Linked DNA regions of Mus musculus: region 1 is linked to region 2. Evidence: chromatin contacts called from public Micro-C data. All regions are on one chromosome and are shown on one strand. Each heading gives the region's core, a stretch centred on a gene start, on an enhancer-like site or on the middle of the called end of the contact. The rest is flanking DNA. Distances are from core to core; before and after follow the strand shown.

Region 1 (2,933 bases), core at 145-2,644, 150 kb after region 2:
AAAGTCCACTTTTCATGAGGCCTAGCAATCCACCTATAAGGGATTTATGTAAAGCATAAAGGTGTCAAAGCTCCTTCTGTCTGCCTGGGAGTTCTTTCAAAGATAACAACCACTTCTTAGGAGACATTAAGGTTCCCTGCGGCCCTAGACTCCTTGCTCATCCCATGGACATCAAGTTCAAGACCTGTGCTACTTAGGTTTTGTCAACTAGAGTCACTTGGGGAGAGACTCTACTGAGAAATGGCATCCATTGTATTGACTTTGGGCATGTCTCTGGGGGCATTTTCTTAGTTAAAGATTGATATGGGAAGGCCCAGCCCACTGTGGCCAGTGACATCCTTGGGAAGGTGGCCCTGGAGAGGAATCTTATATGCCAGTAAGAAGCATTCCTCCATGGCCTCTGCTTCAGTTTCTACCCCAGCTTTCTGCCTTGACTTCCCTCTATGAAGGATTGGAAAGCCATTCCTCTTCAAAAACCAAAGTTGGCCAAAACTTCACCTCAGAGCAACAGGGCATGATTTTTCAAGAAGACAGTGAGAAAAACACAAGTAAGAAAAGCCACACTGAGAGAGCTGCATCGAAGAAGCACAGAGGCTGGGGTGCATGTGTTAGAGCAAGAATGCCTTTAATCCCAGCACTCGGGAGGCAGAGGCAGGCGGATTTCTGAGTTCAAGGCCAGTCTGGTCTACAAAGTAAGTTCCAGGACAGCCAGGGCTATACAGAGAAACCCTGTCTCGAAAAAAAAAAAAAAAAAAAAAAAAAGAATGTCTTCTGAGGGAGAATGGAATGAGGAATTACTGAGAGGCTGGTGTGTGATAAGATCTCATTGGAAGAATGTAAAAGCTAAAGCAAAAGCCTACTGAGCACAAACACTGTGCTCCAACATTATGACCAGTCCCATTAATTTGTAGTTCCCTGAGACATTAAATGTTTTATAAGCTAACCAGGTAAAGCAGTAAATGGAAGACCATATCTTTGAGCCAACCATGTGATTGCAGCTCAAAGTTGTCTGTCTTAGCTACAGGATCTTCTCTATGTCACTACCAGTATATTATAGACCTCTAGCCCAGTAGTTCTTAACCTGTGGATCACGATCCCTTGGGCTCTTTCACAGGAGTCATCAAAGATAATCGGGCAACACAGATTTTTACATTATTGATAACAGTAACAAAAATACAGTTATGAAGTAGCCACCAAAATAATTTTATTGTTGATGGTCACTGAACATGAGGAATTGATCTCTCTCCCAGAAGTCTGGAGCTGCTCTCCCTCCCAGAAACCAGGCCCTGATCCCTGCTGTCTGCTGTGACCTTGCACTCTGACAGACCTGAGTTCTCTCCCTCCCACTCCTTGCAGCTGCAGGCAAGGTCACTCTTCCTTCCCACAGCTAAAACCCAAAACAACCTCCAATTGTAATTCTCTCTTAACTGGAGGCACCTTCCTGACTTCTAGCATGCAAACTAGGTATGGAACTCCTCCCACCGAAAACCTAAGTGAACAAGATACTCCCTTTGTTTTTGCAAATGAAAAGTCAATGTATTTCCCCTTAAAAGCTGATTGTAGGGGCTGGGGAGATGGCTCAGTGGTTAAGAGCACTAACTGCTCTTCTGAAGTTCCTGAGTTGAAATCCCACAACCACATGGAAATCCCACAACCACATGGTGGCTCACAACCACCCGTAATGAGATCTGACGCCCTCTTCTGGTGTGTCTGAAGTGTACTTACATATACTAATAAATAAAACTTAAAAAAGAAAAGGAAAAAGCCAGGCGTGGTGGTGACGCCTTTAAAAAAATTATGTTAATTTTCCTAATCCTTGGGAAAGAAGGTCCTTTTCTTCCTTCCTTCCTTCCTTCCTACCTTTCTTCCTTCCTTTCTTTCTTTCTTTTTCTTTTTCCTTTTTTGGTTTTTCGAGATAGGGTTTCTCTGTGTAGCCCTGGCTGTCCTGGAAATCACTCTGTAGACCAGGCTGGCCTCGAACTCAGAAATCCGCCTGCCTCTGCCTCCCAAATGCTGGGACTAAAGGTGTGCACCACCATGCCCGGAGGGATGAACCTTTTCTTTCAGGATGTTAACAGTATATCTTCGGTGGCTATCTCCTAATGAAGCTCTTCCTCCCACCAGAAAGCACACTCTCAGATTCAGTTGCTTGGGGCCTTGATATTATCATTTATTTCCTCCTAGTAAAATCCATCTGAAGTATAAATTCATCTCAGCTTCTATTGGGCAACAAGACTTCTCCAGGAGGAGATGCAAGCAACACACACACACACACACACACACACACACACACACACACACACATCTACTCCACTCCAGATAGGAAACCCATGACAGACCAAAGTATGGATACTAACTACTAAAGTAAAACTTAGTAAGCAGTCAATTTTATTGGGCTTGCTTATAGGAGGATTATGGGTGAGGGGTTCCTTTTACGAACAGAAATGACTCAAAGAGAGCTACATCTACAAAGCTAAGTGCAGCATGAATGACTGACCACTCGTGAAAGCTGGAAGAATGGAGCACACTGCACAGCCTGTAGGCAGTTCAAAAGACTAGAAAGGGTCCTTTTCCCGGAGCCTCAAAGTCTTATAGGCAGCTCCACTGGTTTTTACTTTTTTTTTTTTTTTTTTTTTTTTTTTAAGGCAGCTGGGCTGGTCTCAGAGTACCTTTTGCAACTTGGGTTGTCTGAGAGTCTTTGCAAATTGGCTATGCTGTATCTGAGGGGAACTCTTGGCTTGTGTTGCTTACTGTGGGTGGAGGGCCCTAATAAATCTGGTCGGTTTCATGGACTTCCTGAAGCTATTTTGAGTTGCTTACCTTCTGCCTTAAGGATCCTCCTGCGAGCTGGACTGTTTTAATCCTTGAGGAAACTGTTATATAAAAGCTTTCTTTTAATGAATCTGCCTTCTATAAATTACAGCAACTATAAT
Region 2 (2,700 bases), core at 28-2,527:
TGACGTAAGTGGGTTCAGTGCTCCTCCAAATCCTCTTCTCTCGCACAGAGACTTTGCATGTACAGGGTTAAAACAAACCGTACCACTTAAGGAGGGTTGAGAGCACCTAGACAGGACAGACTGAACTAGACATACCTATCCATTCGTGTCCCTTTTCAATTCTTCCACAAGCCCCCCCTGAAGTACCCTTCCTCTTAGTCTCCGCGATCCTTAAGGGAAGTCTTTTTCCATTGAGTTGAATTTGATTCCACATAATGTTCTTACCCCCTTCCGCTTACTCGTCTCCCCCATCCCACTTCACTGCTAAAACCCAAAGCCAAGTGGGTGTGTGCGGTTGGCACGCGGGGTGCGGGGATTAGAACCCTGACTGAAGACTGAAAGAGTGGTCCTTTCCCAAGTCACTTACCGCCTATGCCTCCAGCCGCTGCCGACTCCTGAAGTGTCCGGAGCTCACGCAGTCCTCTCAGAGACTCATACTCCAGAGCTGATCTCAAGGCAGCTGTTCCCCTTGCACCCGCCCATGTCTGACAGCGCGCCTGGTAACACGCTTTAGCCTTCTCTTCCTTGGTCCCCCACCTCCCTGTTTTCTCCAGGCTGGAAAAGGATAGGGAAAACGAAAAAGGGAGGGAGTCGATTTAGACCCAGCTGGGCCACCCTCAGAACAAGGGAAACAAAGCTTTCAAGCATCCAAGCCCCGAATCGGGGCGGTGGAGCCGACTTCCTAAAAAGAATCCTCCCACTGCAGCCTTCCCTGTGCTAAAAATACAGCGGCTTCTCCGGGGCGAAGTGGCCAGCGCTGAAGCTCCTGCGTTCCCCTTTTACCTCAACCGATTCAGTTCCGGCCAAGCCCATTCTCCACCCACCTCAGAACTCCTCAAACCCTCGCCTAGAGAGCACGGGCGGGGTCCCAGCAAAGCACCCAAACCTTAGATCACGACTTGAACGCAAAGTTGAGAGAGAGAGAGGGGGAGTCAGTGAAGACCCACAAGGAGACAGCGCCAGAGGATCCCCTCCTCGCAGCGGTTAGTGCTGCACACCCGGCGCCTTCCTAAAAAGAAAGGAGGAAAAGACGCCAACGATTGGTCGAAACATATAGGAAAACACCGGCCCAGGGCAGGGACTCCAACGCGAGTGGGAGGCACTCCCGCAGGACCGCGCCTGAGAGACTTCTCGGTGGTACCTGGCCGCCCCACTGGTATACCGCACCCGCGGGTCAAAGCCTGGTGCTCTCCCCAGGCAATCTGAGCAGATGGAGTACATAGCTCTTTCTGTGTCAGACTAGGCCCAGAAGAGAGGTGCGACTATGAGGACTCCACCTAGGGTGGAGTTCCTTAAAAGGGACAAGTGGCCGCTAGAGGGGAGTGGAGTAGGAGGGGGTAGAGATGGGTGGGGCAGAAGAGGCGGAGGGACAGAGGAGGGGGTGGGGCGGGCCCTAGGAGCCAGGAGCCAGTCTCGCCCCTGGCGGCCGTCTCAGTTGGCCTCCTGCAGCTGCAGGTATGACTGAAAGCCTTTTCGGTGCATCCTTAGTCCCCAGCAGGGGTTTTCAGGCACACTACTTGGTCAACTATCCACCCAGACTTAAGCACTCCAAGGGAGGTTGGGAAGGGTGTGGTGATTGGGAGTAAGAGATTTCTAGGGAGAAAGGGAAGCAGAATGGGGAGTGCCAGTAAGATGGTAACAGTAAATGGATTTTTTTAACCCTCCCAGTTCTCCATGGCAACATGTGACACTAGCAAAGACAGAGGGGTCACAGTGTCTTTTTAGGGATGAAGCTTAAGAGGAAAGAAGAGCTGGGTGAATTTTCTAGCAATAGGAGGTGAGAGGAAACTAGGTAAAGATGAAATGATCACGGATTGGCAACAGGAAGGCTTTCTGAGTCTCCCAGCTCTCTAAGAATAGAGTTCTCAACCCCCTGAGACCGCCTCTCAGCTAAGCATTGGCTAACATCCCCGAAGAACTGGGTCCGTAGAATAGAAGCCACCATCTTTCCAGCATTTCCTTGTCCTTGCCTTAAAGTCTGTCTCTAGTTCATTTTAATGGAAACCCAGGAAGTCACAGACAACCACAGCCTCCTTCCAGTGCCTCTTCCCTACCACAATTCTGAGAGAGAGAGAGAGAGAGAGAGAGAGAGAGAGGAGAAACAAAGCGGAGGAACAGAAGGAGCAGCCAAGCAAAAGAAATAATAGGTTCCATGTCTTCAGCACCTCATATGGGCAGTTCACTAGGCCAGGTACCATTATAGTCCTCAATTTTCCTTTATTCCTCATAACAACCCTAGACAGCAGGTAGCACTATATTTTTATGTCCCATCAGGGAGTAATGTAGATTGAATTCGGGGCCTAGTGTATTCTAAGCAAGCATTCTATCACTCAGTTGGATCCCCAGCTTATGTTTCTTCTTGTTGTTTTTTTGTTTGTTTGAAATAGGAGGTAATCTTATGATAGAGCTCAGGCTAATGCAGCTTAGACTGTCCTCAAACTCACCACTCACCTGCCTCAGCCTCCTTGGTTCTGAGTTTACAGGAATGCAATGTCACACCCAGCCTCAAAAGAAAAAGAGTAAAAAAAAAAAAACCAAACAACAAACCTGAGGGTCACAGCTCAGTATGTGCCCAGCATGTTTGTCCATTTGCTTAATTGCTATTTCTGCTCAGATATGTTTTAAAAATCTCCTTTTCCTTCCCTCCCCAGTCAGTTCTCT

The links. A called contact is a pair of places that touch in the nucleus more often than the background predicts.
Region 1: a Micro-C map of embryonic stem cells shows a contact between it and region 2, with 4 times the contacts expected there. The contact joins the enhancer-like site here to the promoter of Klf8 in region 2. A contact is called at or near these places in 1 of 39 promoter capture datasets (embryonic stem cells), 4 of 15 datasets of contacts at CTCF or cohesin (CD8 T cells, embryonic stem cells, large pre-B cells and 1 more), 41 of 484 Hi-C or Micro-C datasets (the AML12 cell line, the Ba/F3 cell line, the HL-1 cell line and 11 more), 18 of 115 datasets of contacts at active chromatin or transcription factors (the 230-238 cell line, a beta-TC-6 cell line, bone marrow-derived dendritic cells and 4 more) and 4 of 9 other capture datasets (adipose tissue, embryonic stem cells, macrophages and 1 more).

Annotation. Positions count from the first base shown.
Region 1 is chrX:153,209,797-153,212,729 of GRCm38.p6, reverse strand. No RefSeq gene overlaps it. Among named protein-coding and RNA genes, the nearest start is that of Rragb, 71 kb to the right of the region's middle. Within about 2 kb of position 1,394, at least 11 of the 459 cell types and tissues checked have an H3K27ac peak or open chromatin away from gene starts, as enhancers often do. A contact at or near this core is called in embryonic stem cells and induced pluripotent stem cells, where this site is marked.
Region 2 is chrX:153,358,190-153,360,889 of GRCm38.p6, reverse strand. Klf8 (Kruppel-like factor 8) reads right to left here and starts at 1,277. Exons shown (of 8, transcript NM_001357183.1): 1 at 1,181-1,277; 2 at 926-1,048; 3 at 407-594.